Regions from separate parts of the Mus musculus genome. Here regions 2, 3 and 4 are each linked to region 1. The links are chromatin contacts, called in public Hi-C and HiChIP or PLAC-seq maps. All regions are on one chromosome and are shown on one strand. Each heading gives the region's core, a stretch centred on a gene start, on an enhancer-like site or on the middle of the called end of the contact. The rest is flanking DNA. Distances are from core to core; before and after follow the strand shown.

Region 1 (3,902 bases), core at 519-3,018:
TAAGGCAAAACAGATACATAAATTATCCAGGGAGCCTAGTGGTGTCTCCTGGTGTTTCCGAAGACTGTTTTAGATAGATTGGAAGTACTGTGTCAAAATCCTTCTTTTTAGTTCTAATGAAATCTGAAAGTGTTGAGAACATAAACCTATACAATGATTTGTAGCCTCAGTGGCTACCGTAGCAATTTTAGTTTTAACAGTTTTATTTTCTGGCAACTTCTGCACCAGTGTTTGCTAGTTAGTTTCAGGGTTAGGAGCAGAAACTTGAGGGAGGGGAAAAATAAAGAAAATTGTACCAGTGTTCTTTATGTTAACAAAAGAGTCTCTTTCCTCTTCTGAGTGTTTCTGTTTCACTAGCATAGTATATTTATTATTATTATTTTTTTTTGATCCAGGGAAAACTCTGTGAGTTTTCCAGAGCCACCATTCTGGCTTTGATGATAGGCAGCCTTACCTGACAAATGGCATGTCACTGAGACCTGAAGGGTTTTGTTTCACAGTGAAAGGCTCCGTGACTGCCAGAGATTTCTTACAGTATTTCCTTAGGACCTCTGCTGCCAAGTCTCTTGCTCACGAATAAAGAGTGTTCCCTTGATCTTCAAAATGGATGGTCTGGAAACACTTTGACGTATCTTCTCACAAATAGGAGAGAAAAATGAAGCCATACAATATCTCTTAATTCATAGTGCCTGTACGACACCCTCTTCAGTGTATGTACTGAATGAAGCATAAGGTATGCTTCACAGAAAGATATCTGAAAAAAAAATAGCTTAGGCCAGTGGCTCTTAACCCCCCTGGGGGAATGATCTTCACGCAGGGGTTGTTTAAGACCATCGGAAAACAGATATTTACATTGCCTTCATAACAGTAGTAAAATTACAGCTATGAAGTAGCAACATAATAATTTTATGGTTGGGGGTCACCACGATATGGGGAACTGTATTAAAGGGTCTCAGCATTAGAAAGGTTAGGCTGTTATTGGTCTTAGATAATGGGCACCCCGTAGCTACTTCTCTCCACAGTCATGGCAACACAACCACAGGTAGACCCTATGCTTCTGCCATTATCCTCTGCTGAAGATCACTGTCCTTCGTTCCTGCTACAGAGGAAGCCACAGGGATATGTCTGCTTCAGTTCAGCTGGCCATCTCCAGAGTCCACAGGAGGGTACCTTCAAACCTTAGGGCTTATGGGCTGTAGATAGCAGTCGTTTCTATAATATGGGGGTCTTGTGAGTTTGCAAATCAATTTGCCACTCAGACCCTTGGGACCCCAAAGCTCTGACCTGTGAGAAATCTTAATAAGGCGGGCACTCCTGGCTAGATGCAGTCCTTTGACTGAGGTTTGCCTCTTGACCTGGTGCTGATCCCTGACCGCTGTGGACTCTTGGGCAACATCTACTGTGACTCTAACCGACTGTATCCTCTTTACCCCTCCCCTCTTTTTCCTCCCCGAATTCCACCCTTCCACTTTCTCCCTCTCCTCCTTTCTGCTTCCCTCCTTCTTTTCTCCCTTTCCCATCAATTCCTCTTCTCCTTTCCACCTCTCCACCCTTCTCTCCTCCTCCCTCCCCACTTTCCCTTTCTTCCCTCTCTGTCCACTTCCATGCCGTCGATATCCTCTAACTTCCCTTCTCCATAGTCTGGTCCTCCTTCTATTCCTTCCCCTCTGGGAAGAGGCGGTCCATCCAGCACTCGGTGCTCGGCTAGGCGGCGGATCGACGCGCTCGGCGCTCGCGGCGTGCGGAAGTGCGGCCCTAGTGCTGGCTGCGGCGGCCTGGAACCGGTTGGCTGGGACCTGACACCGCCTGCAAGCTGCAGGTGAGTGTCGCGTCCTGGGTGAGGACGCCCCGGGTCCGGAGTGGAATTCCGCGGTGGCACGGGACCGTCGGGGCTGGGCGACCTGGGGAGGCGCGGTGAGGGACCCGGGGCGCGGGGCTGAGTGTGGGAGCCGCGGGCCGAGCCTTCCCCACCCGCCTCCGCGCAGGCCGCCGGGCTGGACCCGGAGGAGCGGCTGGTGTGCAGGGTCTGCTTGGAATCTGTTTAAGTCCCCCGCGCTAACGTGGACGGGAAGCTTGAATGGTTTCCTTTACTACTCTGGGAGCAGCAAGTGCGGGTTCAGCCACACCTCCATTCGGCCATTTGAATGCCTTACACTAAAAACACTAATGGCAACTGGTTATCTCTCTACTAACTTTGTTTATAAAGCTTAGCTTGTGATGGCCCAGGCTTGGTAACAGATTCCCCCAATGGCAAGGAACTGAAAGTCAAAACAAGAATGATCTAAGTGTGAACAATTTGTGATTCGAAAGGTGACAGAAAGACGCTGATGTGTGCTTGCCTCTTACATGTTCTCTTTTGTTTGACACAGTAGACAGTATTTTTAAGCAGGGGAACCTCTGTTTGTTGGAAACAATTTTTGGAGTTATTAGAAAGTAGTCCTTTTTTTTTCTTTTTCAATTATTTAATTTACTGTACCAGACATTTTGAACTATTACCTTCCAAAAGGTGATACCTTGAAGATTACATTCAAAACATTTGTAAAGGCTGTATTCTAGTATGGGGCTTCTTCAACTTTTGCCACCAAAAATTTATAAAGAATTTCCATGGTTTTATATGTAAGTTTATAAAATAGGTAGACAATCTATGTATTCACTATCTGTAAATCACAAAGCTTTTTATTTTAGGACAATTTTTGTATACATCAAACTTACCATTTATTAAAGATGAAAGCATAGAGTTGGATAACTCGGTTCTTTTCACATACATAGTTAAGTCTTGGTTTAATATTTGTAACTACGGGACACTGAGCATCTTCAGGGCTTTCCAGAGCTGATTGATTATTTTAATTTTCTAATCATCGGTAGGAAGAGCAGTTCTACATACAAATACATAGTACACAGTGGTAGAAGGACAGTTAGAAACATTTTGGAGATTGTTGCAAATTTGTCCTTACTCCCAAGCCGAATCCATTGGTGATCTTTTAGAACTTCAAATCAGCAACGTAAAAACCAGTTTTTCAGATTAAAATTCGGACACAACACGATTTAAAGACCCAATCACTTGGTGATTACATGCTGAAGAATGCCAGTAGGGAAATGTGAATAGTCTTTGTTTTCTGTAATAAAACCATTTTTCTCCTTTAAGAACAGAACATTTTGTTTGTGTGTGTGTATATACGTATATACATATGCATAATATATACATATATACACATACATATATACATATATGAATACACACATATATGTATACACACATATATGTATGTGTGTATATATGTATATATTTGTTTGTATGTATGTATGTATATATGTAGTGTGTTAGTTTTTTCAGTGTTGTAACCAAGTACCTGCTAAGCAGTTTAAGGGAAGAAGGTCTCACTCCAGTTTATAGATTGGAGTTATATAGCCTATGCTAGTGAGGCTGCCTCATAGTGGCAGGACTGTGCCCTGGGACCCCTCAGGAACAGGAAGCAGATAGAAGTCAGGATGTGGGGCTGGGCTCTGAAACCTCAAGTCCCCACCCCCTAGTGACTCACTTTCACAACAAGGCTCTTCATCTGTAAGCTTTCATAACTGCCTAAAACAGTGTTAGGAGGTTCTGAGCCTATAGGAGATATTTTCTATTCAAATCGTAACATACAGTGAAAACAACTGCTATTTGTAACATATAGTACTTTGACGCTGAGTTGTAGGGTTTGGGTTGAATACTCTTGGGTACTTCATGACATGGCAACGTGCACAGAGAGAAAGTTCAGAACCAAGGCTGGGATGAAGTTGGATTGAGTACTGCTGGTAACACCTTTGATTCACTATGGATTTCATTTTTTAATTCATTTTTGATCCCATGTGTTTAGAAGACTTTCATTTCGCTTTTTCTTTTTTTTCCTCTCTCTGCATTC
Region 2 (3,902 bases), core at 432-2,931, 390 kb after region 1:
CTATGGGAAAACATCTCAAATTTCAGGTAAAGGTTTTGGGCTATGGGATTCACACAAAATGACATGTGTAGACCCGGAGGGAGAAGAGTGACACCAGGGAGTCTATTATGGAAGTCACAGTGCCTGGGAGAGCCTCGCCTTCTGGGAGATCCACAGATACCTGAGAGAAATCAGACCTCCCCAGGAGTGAAGAATAAAAGACAAGACAATTAATTCAGTTTCATGGGATTTCAGCCAGAGCTTGGCTCTTCCTATACATTAAGAAAGAAATGCTTTGCTATGTGCAATTACTACCCAAAGTCCTGAGACATAGATCTATTCCCTTCCCCCACCAACAGAAGTCAGTTAAAAACAGGGGCTCTCAGGGAGTAACTGATACTTTCATAATTTATGGCTTGGTTTCCTGGTATGTACTTATGTACTATCCTCCTCTCTCTCTCTCTCTCTCTCTCTCTCTCTCTCTCTCTCTCTCTCTCTCTCTCTCTCACTATTATCAACTTGGTGATTTCCTCTCCACAGAGAGAGGCACCCTTGTGGGTTTTTCCTGTGATCTCCTAAGTTTCTCCCTAGTGGTCCAGGACTTCACCAATGGAAAAGTCACAGACACACCCTTGCCCCCATTAGGCCTGAGCACTCACATCTCTAGATTCCTTCCTTCTTACATCTGGAACATCACTGACCTTTCTGCTGAAGCGTGGTCCCTGTCCTCAACACAGGCCCAAACCTGAAGTAGTCTGAGAAGTAGCTGCTGATTCAGGGTTCAAACTGGGACACACAGAACAGAGCTAGAGCTAGTCAAGGCTCTATTCTCAAAATGCAAAGGAAAACACCACTCTTCAGTCCAGGACAAGGACGGAATTAATGGCTGGCAGAAAAGAAGGAGTTTTCTGAGCATCTCCATAGAGCCTGCTGATATGGACCTGTGAAGTGCCTTCCACAGCTGCAACAGAGCGAAGGCTCCCCAGAGAAGAGAAGCCTTTATGTGGAGGCTCCGGTCATTCTTCAGAACACAGCTCTTCCCTTTTCTTCCTTCTGGGGGAACTCCTAGCCCACACCCTGGCTACTTTGAAATAGAACAGGTAACCAGAGCCTGCACAAGCTTGGGGGACACTGGGGAAGTGGGAAGGACAGTCCCTCTGCACAGGAGACACTCAGTGAGTGACAATCAGCAGTTTCCCACTGTCCAGATGGTGACATTTAACTAGCCAAAGACTGGTACAAAGTCCCAGGCACATGAATCCCTGTTGGAACTTGGCTTTCCCTTGAAGGCGTCACTTACTTTTCTGATGACCAATTTAGCAACTGTCTGTCACTCTTTTGGCATGCTTGTACTTTTAAGGAATGTTGGGTGCCAGAGATGAAGACTCAAACAGGTAAAGAAACGTCCTTGCCTGGCCCCCATCCCCAGTACAGAGGATCAAATCCATGGCCTCTTATATTTGGGTAACCCATCTACCATCGAGCACCTCCCCAACCCTTTGACCCTTCATTATGAAAGAAGAAGAATAAAGAGGTAGTTTTTTTTACATAAAGGGAAACACGTCTGAGACTGGAAGGGATCTAGTGAGCTGATACCCTCCTACTTCTGCCTCCTGCATGATAGGATCATAGCCATGGCCACCACCCTCAGAGTTACCTTCACTAGTGCCTATAAAACAGGAAGCATGCTATGCAGCTCCCTCTGGGGGTGCCCTGAGGAACACAGTATGACCATGAAAAGCACCCAGGAGCTGTAAACCAGGCATGAAGCAAGTTCATCTTCCCAGGATGGGTGCTCCACCCACAGGGCCTGTCTGCAACATGGCTTGAAAATGCAACTCCAGCTTCCCTTTTCTGGAAACTGTCTCCCACTCTGTGGCTTCTCCTGCCCACTACATGCACTATGTGGCTAGATAGTTTTTTGTCTGCTGCCGTGTCCACCAAGCAAGCATCGGTTCATTACACTCCCTTGCGAGATCAATAAGTTCATCTTCCGCTGTAGTGATACAGTACTGTCATTTATGGGTGGCTGAGGGCTGCTTGCCCGAAGCTCCTTTTTCACTTCATGATAAATTATTCCAGATGCTTTTTTTAACCTGAGAGCTTCCGGGGCACCTCAAGAAGTAAAATGCAGAGCTCTGTTTCTGTTGCTTCAAACACAGGCAGTTGAAAACATGGGCTTATTGAGAAGACCCAGTTAGCTCCTCCTCCCCCTGAGTGGCAAGCACAGTGCTTTGTTCTGTGTTCCGCCCCAGAACAGTGGCTGGCAGCACTCAGTAAGTACTGTTTACCAGGGTTTTGTGTGGATGCTGGGAATTGAACCCAGAACCTCATACATGCTAGGAGAGTGCATTATCAGTGAGCTTCACCTCACCTCCCATTGTCAGAACCAAGAAGACTCAGGAAGGCTCTGTTTGCCTCAGAGGTGTTCGTAAGAACTCAGAGGACCAGATAGGACACTCTCTGAAGGCAAGGGAAGATGGTTTTGACGGTTTGGACCTAATTGGTAAGGGTCTGGCTCCAGGGAAAAGCTGATCCAAATGACCACGGAAAGGAAAAAAAAAATCCCTCTTGTCTTTTTAAAGTGTTATTTATTTTATGTAGTTAGGTGTGTTTTTTTTCCCTACCCCTTTGTTTGTGAATAATGTTCATGCAGTGCTCTTGAAAGCCAGAATGGGGTATCAGATCCCCTGGAATTAGGTTAAGGACAGTTCTAAAGCATCTAAAGTGCTGGGAATTGAACCTGGGTCCTTTGAAAGAACATCTAAATGATCTTAATCGCTGAGCCATTTCTCCAGACTACCCTCATTTCTCAAAGGCTCATCTCTGAATAGTAGAAAATGCCCTGAAATACTCACAGGGTCATTTCTCATAGGGAGATCACACATTTTGTTCCCCTTAAAGACCTTTTTTCCCCTAAAGTTACATTCATTACATGCTTAACAAAATGGCTAAGTTGAAAACTCAGAAAATATGAAAAGGGAGTAAGTTAGTGAACAACTGGAATGCATGGTTACTACTCTGTGGGATGTAATAGTAGGGCAGTTTTTGGGAACTGATACTGTCTATTGCTTAGAAGAAATGTGTATATAAGTAACAGCTAATGTTTACGAACCACCTGGATGTAAAACAGTAAAATAAAAGAGGTAGCTATGCTTTATTCAAATAACAGAATACCATATAACAATGAGATTTTATATATAAAATCATATGTAACCATATTAACAAAACTCAAGACAATGAATAGGGGCTGGAGAGATGGCTCAGTGTTTAAAAGCACTTGCTCTTGCAGAGAAACCAGGTTTGACTCCCAGCAAGCACACAGTGGCTCACAACCATCTGTAACTCCAGTTCTAGGGGACCTAATACTCTCACCTGACCTCTGTGATCTCTATCTAGGCACAGACATGCCACACAGACTTACATGCAGGCAAAACTGTCATATACATAAAATAAGCAAATCTCTAAAAATCTCAAAAAAAAAACCAAAAACCATGGAGGAAAGAAGATAGTCGTTAAACATTTTCCTTGAGATTCAATTTACATAAAGGTCAAATATAGACCGAACAAATCTATTTTGGTAAACAGGAGAAGGTTGTCTGTACCCACGGGCCTGGGAGAGGGCATGACTTTAGGATCGATGATACTTGTGTTGTCTCCATCTGATACAAGGACGGGTTCATCTTATAAAACTTCTGCTTTGAAGATGGCCTAGTCGGCCATCATTGGGAAAAAAAGGCCCCTTGGTCTTTCAAACTTTATATGCCCCAGTACAGGGGAATGCCAGGACCAAGAAGTGGGAGTGGGGTGGGTAGGGGATCAAGGGGTGGGTATAGGAGACTTTTGCGATAGCATTTGAGATGTAAATGAAGAAAATATCTAATAAAAAAAATAAAAAACAATAAAACTGCTTTGTGCTGACC
Region 3 (3,902 bases), core at 541-3,040, 340 kb after region 1:
TTTTGGCAATTTTTAAAGGACGTGTTCATACCTTATATACACACAAAGAAACTCTTAGAGGTCCATCCCAGAACTATTCTCTAAACCCATGGATGTATTTCTTTTAAAACAATCATCTTATGGCAACAATACTTAGTTCTCTTCCATTTTTTTTTGTTGTTGTTGCTAGGATTTAGCTTGTGAGAATAACCTTTAAATCTTGTTTACTTGAGTTTTACAAATAGCTTTGCATTTTAAACATCAGAATAACTAATTATCTAAGCTTAAACAATTCTATGTCTCAGGAAATGTATTCTTTCAGAGAAAGGCTGTCTGTATAAAAGCACTGACACACCCTCTTAAGGGAAAAAAATGGAAGTTTCCTTTTCCTCACAATGATAAAATCAGAATTGGAACTATCTCATCATGGGGAGATTTCTTATGATTAGTCAACCAAGAGCAGTCAGAGGAAGATCGAGTTAATTTTTAAAAGGAAACTGTTTCAGAAAGCGTGACTTTTTTCTATAACACAATCAGTACTTTAGAGAAAAATAATGCATTGACTTTACTAATAGGCATGCTACAGTCCTGAAATTTTTCCCAAAACTTTTATCCAGAAGGCATTTTATTTATTTAAAATTTAAAGTAAATTTATCATTAAAATACTTTATCATTAAAATAGTTATCATCAAAATACTTATCATTTTATTATAAATATCAAAATACTTTATCATTAAAATACTTTCAGACAAGTAAAAACCTCACACAGCAGAATTAGAGACTCCAGGGTCTATGCAACTCACTGAGCTGCTCTGCACACTTAGGATATGCATTCAAAATGGATGCTTTGGAACTCCACGTTAGATTTTACAATTTTGGGGGTCAGTCATATACATTTTATGGAATTATCCACTTTAGATTTTAAAAATTCTGATTACCTTAATTTTTAAAGAAGACAATATCAAAGACTTCTTTCTTTTAGAAAGAACCATAGGACATGAACAAAATGGAATCTGGGAAAAAATGTTCATCTGTCAGAGTTTGTGTTTTATGATATTAAATATAATTAGACACTAAATATGATGCATTTATATGAACATGATACAAATATTTCTATAAATATATGTTCAGTATGAATAATTTAATATAGAATGTCATGGCTCTCCTCCCACTGCCTTCTCATGCTGTCTGCATGGCTGTCCACACAAATGTCCGTCTGTCTGGTCTGTCTGTCATTCCAATCAGGCATCTGCGGAGGAGCCAGAGAGACTCAGACTATACATGGCAGTTTCAACATAGCACACATTAGCAAAATGCAGGGGGCAGTAACAGCTACTAAGCATAAATCAGGTCAAAATATCACCACCACAGAGCAATGCTGATAAGACCAACAGTTAATCTGCTGTGTAAACACCAAGCCTCAGTACAGATCGTGTCAGAATCAGCACCTGGGTACCTATCCCACCAATGGTCCTAATACAATCTTGGTTTGGGTCTGATGCTAAGCTCTGAAAGAACGTGTGCCTTTAGTCACTGTATACATGTAACATTAGTGACAACTGAAGATTGATATTTCCCAGAACAGGAAGTGGGGGGTCCACCAACCTCCAGTTGTCTGAGAGTTGTTGAGCCTCTTGTAAAATGAGGAAGGGCTGACAGCCACCATTTTCCATGAGATACTTTCTTTAAACTTTAAGGTTGTAACCACGGGGAAGCAAACCGAAAAGCATCCTTTTTCTAGGCTCTGTGCATGCCTTACTGATGTCAGAACTTTTAAAGTGATGTGGGTCTGTAAGAACCGCCCCTCCACCCCCGCCCAAGTCACTGAAAATTCAAAACCAATGTCATAGCATTGTGGGTTCCTGCTGGTCCTCTCCTGGTGCAGAAATGCAGGCGCACAGCGGCAGCATGCCTTCTAATGCAAACTGCTAATACGCTGCTGGCTTCGATGTTTACTGCCTGGTTTCACTGCCTTCTAGGAACCTCTTTTCAAAAGCTGGGTGGCTTATGTTGTGTAGTTAATATCTTTTTAGTTTCTTTTTTAAAGTCCCGAAGTAGGGTTCACTTGGTGAGCCTATCTTTCCCAGTAATTTCACTTTTAGTTGGTTATCTTCCTTAACGTGTTCACTCAGAACACATGTGACGACTCCTCCAGGGCTCAGAGATTGGCATAACCCAACCAATCATCGACCCTGATCGAGTTAGAGGCCAGATCTTCCTTAGGCAAGAGTTTCTCCCATCCTACTCTTGTAAGTGGATGCACTAAGGGCCACCTCAACCTCCGCTTGAGTTTGGTCTCATAAAGTGGAGTGGGAATAAGGTAGAGGGTCTTGGTACAAGATTGGCATTTATGCTTCTTAGGGATTCAGATGAAGGAGTGAGAGGTGGGTCTCATCCCATAGAAAACGTTTTGGTCAGAGCTATTTTCAATCAAGTAGCAAATTGAGCAGAAGTAGAGAATGAAGATGCTGGCAAGGAGAAATGAGGCAGCTGGGGTAAGGTCCTCCCCTTCTCCTCAGCACTGGGGATATAGTCCAGGACCACATTCTCCCTGGGCCCGTGAGATGGGTGAGAGTGGTTTTTGCTCCACACTCCAGCTGAGAGGCGTAACTGCTGAGTCCCAGTGGTACTGTTGCTGATGACTTACGAGCTCCTTGCTGGTCCCATGTCTCAAGCCCTCACCTTGGCCAAAGTTGGCTCCAGTACGAGCCTTCGGTGTTCATAATCAAAACATATCCTTGCCCATGCACAGACAAGTAAGTGGGATGGAAAAGCACACGGAGGTATTTCTTAGTGTGGTTGGACAACGAGTTCCCTGTGTCCTTGACACAGGGAGGTGCTCTATGGAATTGATGTTGACCCTGCGACCAAGTTGGTAAAGGAGGAACAATGGGACCTTGAAAAAGTCCTCCCCCTCCCCGCTCTCTTCCTAGGTTCCTCATCTAGAAGGACCTTTAGAAATAGCTTTTGAGTATTTATTCCCCAGAAGAGGAACTTGAGGCCCAGAGAGGTAAAACTATCCACAAGGTCACACAGCTAATTCTCAGCAGAACTGAAAATCCCCTGAATGTCTGTAATCTGAACTGAACTCACCCTGGGGTACCTGCTGCCTCATAACTAGCGCCCACAGCCTCCCAGAACCAGGGTGTCCTCACTCAGCCACTCCTTCCTTTGGAAACGTTCTTAATTTAGCTGTCACTCAGGACAACTCATGGTGCTGCCTCCAGCTGGGCTCTGCCAGACAGACGCTGTTCACATGGAAGCTCCCAATGTGAAGTAACCAAGGCAACCCACAGAAATACCAATGGGCTTTTTTTTTTTTTTTAAACAATTGAAATGGGATTGCTCTGTGACTTTGCTAGCCATGTAGATAAATGTAAAATGAGTCAATACAAAACCCATGAGCAAAAGCATTCACTCAAATGCAGTGGCTGAGAGACACGTCAGCAGCTGGGAGGGACTTAAGGTCAACCAGCCAATCAACTTTCTATTCAAAAAAAGATGCCCAGTGAAAGTCCAATATCAAAAAAAAAAAAAAAAAAAAAAAAAGGAGGTGGGCTGAGGATGTGGCTCAGTCAGTGATGAAGTGTTTGCCTAGTGTACACGTGGCCCTGGGTTTTATTCCCAATATGGAAATGGAGAAAACAGACAAGGATGGTGTTTATAATTCCATCACTAGGAAGGCCAGGGAGGGAGGAGGGTGAGTTTGGAGTCAGCTCCGGCTGTATAATGAGACATTGTCTCAAAAATAACACCAAGCAAGCAAGCAAACAAACAAACAAACAAACAAAAAAACCAAAGCTGAGTCAAACAAAAGAAGCAACAGTGATGATGAACAGGGGAGCCAGGGTAGTAGTTACACTTTAACTATTGGATGGGAGAATCAGGGACTAGAAAGGAAGGCAGGCAAGCTAGAATCCAGG
Region 4 (3,902 bases), core at 862-3,361, 280 kb after region 1:
TTAAAGCTCTTCCAAACCTGGTGGCAAATTGCAGTATAACTTGAAGGGTAAGACACTAGAAAAGAAAGCACTTCTGCCAAAAAAAAATTCCTTTCCATCCTCTTTTCCCCTGAGATCTACATGCGTGTTGTCTAATACACACGCCCCTTGCTTCCTCCAGCTGCCAATGGGAGTCCCTCATTCTGTCCTTTGGCTCCTGAGTGAGAACTGGTAGTTAGCTGGTCAGGCTCAGGAGCTCGTGAAATCCCTCCTCCCAAATACTTCCTCCATCCAGAGGGACAGGATTCTCAAGTGTGCCACTGCCATCTCAGCTTGGCAACTCCCATCATGCAAAAGGCTAAGTGGACTCCTCTAAGCCAACACAGAAATGCCTACCTCTCCATCATGCTGCTGGCTGCTGGCAGAATCTGAAGTCAGCCCAGTCTGTATACTGGGAAGATAGATCAAGACAGAAAACACAGAGGATGGACACAGGTTAGGCCATATCGCATTTTTGCCTGCTAAGAGCATAAAGCCTTGACCACTTGTTAGCAGGGAAACTGGGAATCACTGTGTTTCCTTTAGGCTATACAAGACAGTGCCACATTTATTTGTGTGCTACCTGATGCACAGAGGCAAAGAAGCTTGGGCCCACGAAGTAGAACCAGCCCGGTGTGCAGGAGGCTCTACCAGCCATAGAAAACGGGTAGAAGGTATTCTCCCTTCTTTGAGACACAGGCTTAGGAAGTAAACTGTGGCCATTCTAGGGCCCTTGCCCCCACAGTGGAGACGGGCATGCGGCACCTTCAGTTTCTTACTCCTGCAACTTGTAAAAAGGAATGTGTGCCTCTCTGTTACATTTGGGTGCTGTGTGCAGTTAAACCAAAACAGAGAAAAAGACAAGACAATGCAGCATCAGAGATTATATAACCGCAAGACCACTTCACTTCCTGGAATGATCCTGGCCCATGGCTGGCACTGTTCAAAGTCCAAGAGCTGCAGACAGGTGTTAATCAACTCCATAGGGTCACAGTGTGAGATTGGTCTAGGGTGTGTGTGTGTGTGTGTGTGTGTGTGTGTGTGTGTGCTGTTAAGTACCACTGGGAAAGGAAGACAGCTGGTTTTTAGGCCATGCAAAGGGCATGATGTCTACATATGCTCTAGTGACACTCAAACCACTTCACTATGACCTACAATAAGAAATATGCAAATCAAGTCATTGAAGGAGTCAAAACTGTCAAAAAGGCTTAGCTGTTCGCCCCCCCAAAGCATCTATTTATCGTGACTTAGTCATTAACAAAGCACAGATATCTTTGAGGCTACAGAAGGCAGAACTAAGCTACCTAAAAAGGGCGTCAGATGTCTCACATGTGCACAGCTTTTAACAGTTAGTTACTAATTCAGAAAGCAGCACTGAGACCCCTGTGCCACCAGAAAGCTGGGCTGACTTAAATCAGCCTGTTCTAATGAGTAGAACGGACATTTCCTATCTATGAACTATACAAGGGGATAGTTCTTTGGCGAGCTTTGCAGAGTGAAGGATGAAGGGTGTGTGTGTGATGTTTTTAGTTACATTGTGTAAAGGATAGCAGGAAAGGAGGTTAAAATAAAGAACTTAGAGAAATCCAACTGAAAATCTACAAGTAGTAAAAATAGAAACAATGTTTCCAGTAGTATATATAGCAATTGCTATATATTTTCTGCTTCGTGTTCTCTACATTTTGAAACACATAAAAAACAAAATTGTTTTTCTTATTCCTTGAGATAAAATTCTTACAAAATATAGAAGAACAAAAATGAGTACTTTCTATGGTGTTTCAGAACACCAGGCTTCTGGGAAGCCAGTTAGCATCTATGGAGTTATTAAATATCAAGTCAAAACTTTTCAAACCACAGAACAGTTTCATGTTGCACTAAAGCAGGAAAACTGGCTCAGTTAGTGGTCCACTAGCGCTTTAAAAGTCACAGTTTCTATGGGACACTTCTTTGTCCTCTGTGGCCTCCTGAGGGGCCACCATAACCAGGAAACAGCAGCCATAGTGATGAGTTTGGCAGCAGAGTCAAGAAGCAAGGGGATGTGTAAACACTGTGCCCACAGTGTGGGGATGACACGCTCCACCGTCACCACTCCAAGACCCACATGGTGCAAACGCTAGAAAACACAAGGCAGAAGCACAGGACTTACAAGGGATCGGCCTGCCCTGAGAAGCTAGCTTCCTGCTGAAATTCGTGTGTTTAGGTTTTGAAATTACGTCAATAGACAACACTGGGTCAAGAAGAAAGTTAGAAAGAAATTACATATCACTGGGAGAGAAGAAAGTTCAGAAAGCTTACCAGAGGCTTGATCTGAACAAACCAGAACTGCCGAGGTCTCAAAAGTTCCACCATTTTTCAGTTTTCTGTTTCTGCAAGTATAACCACTAAAAGGCAGGGGTTTGCCTTTCTTTGGACTGAAACTAAAGATGACAGTTCAAATGCTATGCACATAGGCAGAGCCAAGCTTCTGATTACAAAACCAGGAAAGAGGCCAAACTCTTGCTTGTTTCAAGTGCAATTTCTAAAACTAGCCCCAACCCCAGACATAGCAAGAGTCTCTGAGAATCCAGGTGACCTGCCGTGCACAAGATCCAGCTGTGCACAACCATTCTTTCTCACAAGGAAGCAAGGGTGAAGCATGTATGAACAGAACTCTACAGCAACATGGCTGGACTCTGGGGGCATTATAGCCTGTACATACAATCTTCCTTACACACAGGAGCTAAAGATGTTCTTCTCATACAGGTGGCCTAGTAGATATTAGAACCTGGGCAGGCTCAGGGAGGGAGGCATGTGGATTAGCCATGGCAAAGAGGATGATGTCAGAGACAACTATTCCAGAATGTGGCTGGGACACACGGGTGGCAACAGCAGAGAATGGAGGCTACATATGTGCTCTGATTTAATCACTGCACACTGTACAATACCTGTGATAAAATATGTACAAATGCCACATATCTTAAAAAAAAACCAATTGCATCTTTATAGAAATACTAAAAACTAATGAAAGAGTATAAATTCTGGATGGGAATAGAAATCCACATGATGGAAAAATTATTTTAGCTGCCAAAAAAGATGCCACGATTAGATGTGAGCACCCGAGATAGGATAGGCTAACCAAGGGGCTTCCTCCTACAGTCATGGCATCTCTTTGACAACAAGCCCATTCATATTTCCAGAGGCCTGCTAAGCAGGTCTTCCCAGATCTAAACTTGCAAGGCCTAATGACACAAGGACAGACTAAACCTGAAACCCTACTAAGAACTAACTTCACCAGGCCCCAACCACCGGGTCTCCACTCCAAGAATGAAAAAATTAAAATTAAAAGCAAAATTAGAATTTGGACTGAGCTCATTTGCTCAGAACCTAGACCACGACTTTATGCACTGCTACAAAACTCACAGCGTCAGCCATGTGCCTGGCACATGCTTTTGACCTCAGTACTTGGGAGGCAGAACCAGAAGGATCAGAGTTCAAGTCCATTTTCAGCTACGCAGTCAGTAAGAGGCTAGCCTGAGCTACATGAGACCCTGTCTCAAAACAGAAACAATCAAAACTCCAAAACCACACAGCATATTTTATTGGTGAAGACAACACTGAGGCAGGCAAGGAAATCGGTTAGTAACCTGGGACCCAGCTTGGTTTGGGTTATACACACTCCCACTCTAGTAATGTACCAGGCAGCCTAGATCCTTTTTCCGTGTGTACTATGCACACATAACCCTCTCTGAATAAAGCACCTAGCAACATTAGATCCATGCCTGCACTGGACTACCTGTACAACTCTCTCTAAGAAAATAGGATAAACTTCTTTACCCTCAGCAAATCAAATTTAGACAGTTTCTATTCAAGTGTATCCCAATGCACCTAATATGAAGAATAGACAA

Evidence for each region. A called contact is a pair of places that touch in the nucleus more often than the background predicts. HiChIP or PLAC-seq counts read pairs in DNA pulled down with a chosen protein or histone mark.
Region 2: an H3K4me3 HiChIP or PLAC-seq map of bone marrow-derived macrophages shows a contact between it and region 1, with 2.7 times the contacts expected there. The contact joins the enhancer-like site here to the promoter of Exoc2 in region 1. A contact is called at or near these places in 4 of 39 promoter capture datasets (the C10 cell line, the HPC-7 cell line and pre-B cells), 11 of 484 Hi-C or Micro-C datasets (B cells, the C10 cell line, CD4 T cells and 7 more), 8 of 115 datasets of contacts at active chromatin or transcription factors (the 230-238 cell line, CD8 T cells, the SCID.adh cell line and 4 more) and 2 of 9 other capture datasets (liver and macrophages).
Region 3: a Hi-C map of Th1 cells shows a contact between it and region 1, with 3 times the contacts expected there. The contact joins the enhancer-like site here to the promoter of Exoc2 in region 1. A contact is called at or near these places in 2 of 39 promoter capture datasets (the 3T3-L1 cell line and pre-B cells), 2 of 484 Hi-C or Micro-C datasets (Th1 cells and double positive thymocytes), 6 of 115 datasets of contacts at active chromatin or transcription factors (the 230-238 cell line, the NIH/3T3 cell line, bone marrow-derived macrophages and 3 more) and 2 of 9 other capture datasets (adipose tissue and liver).
Region 4: a contact with region 1 is called in an H3K4me3 HiChIP or PLAC-seq map of pro-B cells, with 2.0 times the contacts expected there. The contact joins the enhancer-like site here to the promoter of Exoc2 in region 1. A contact is called at or near these places in 2 of 39 promoter capture datasets (3T3-L1-derived adipocytes and pre-B cells) and 4 of 115 datasets of contacts at active chromatin or transcription factors (the SCID.adh cell line, effector CD8 T cells, memory CD8 T cells and 1 more).

Annotation. Positions count from the first base shown.
Region 1 is chr13:30,971,913-30,975,814 of GRCm38.p6, reverse strand. It overlaps Exoc2 (exocyst complex component 2), which reads left to right and starts at 1,768. Exons shown (of 28, transcript NM_025588.2): 1 at 1,768-1,819.
Region 2 is chr13:30,580,565-30,584,466 of GRCm38.p6, reverse strand. No RefSeq gene overlaps it. Among named protein-coding and RNA genes, the nearest start is that of Gm35109, 32 kb to the left of the region's middle. Within about 2 kb of position 1,681, at least 26 of the 459 cell types and tissues checked have an H3K27ac peak or open chromatin away from gene starts, as enhancers often do. A contact at or near this core is called in CD8 T cells and bone marrow-derived macrophages, where this site is marked.
Region 3 is chr13:30,627,914-30,631,815 of GRCm38.p6, reverse strand. No RefSeq gene overlaps it. Among named protein-coding and RNA genes, the nearest start is that of 4930519D14Rik, 15 kb to the right of the region's middle. Within about 2 kb of position 1,790, at least 28 of the 459 cell types and tissues checked have an H3K27ac peak or open chromatin away from gene starts, as enhancers often do. A contact at or near this core is called in Th1 cells, where this site is marked.
Region 4 is chr13:30,690,235-30,694,136 of GRCm38.p6, reverse strand. The region is part of intron 3 of Dusp22 (dual specificity phosphatase 22); the gene reads right to left. Among named protein-coding and RNA genes, the nearest start is that of Dusp22, 32 kb to the right of the region's middle. Within about 2 kb of position 2,111, at least 45 of the 459 cell types and tissues checked have an H3K27ac peak or open chromatin away from gene starts, as enhancers often do. A contact at or near this core is called in memory CD8 T cells and pro-B cells, where this site is marked.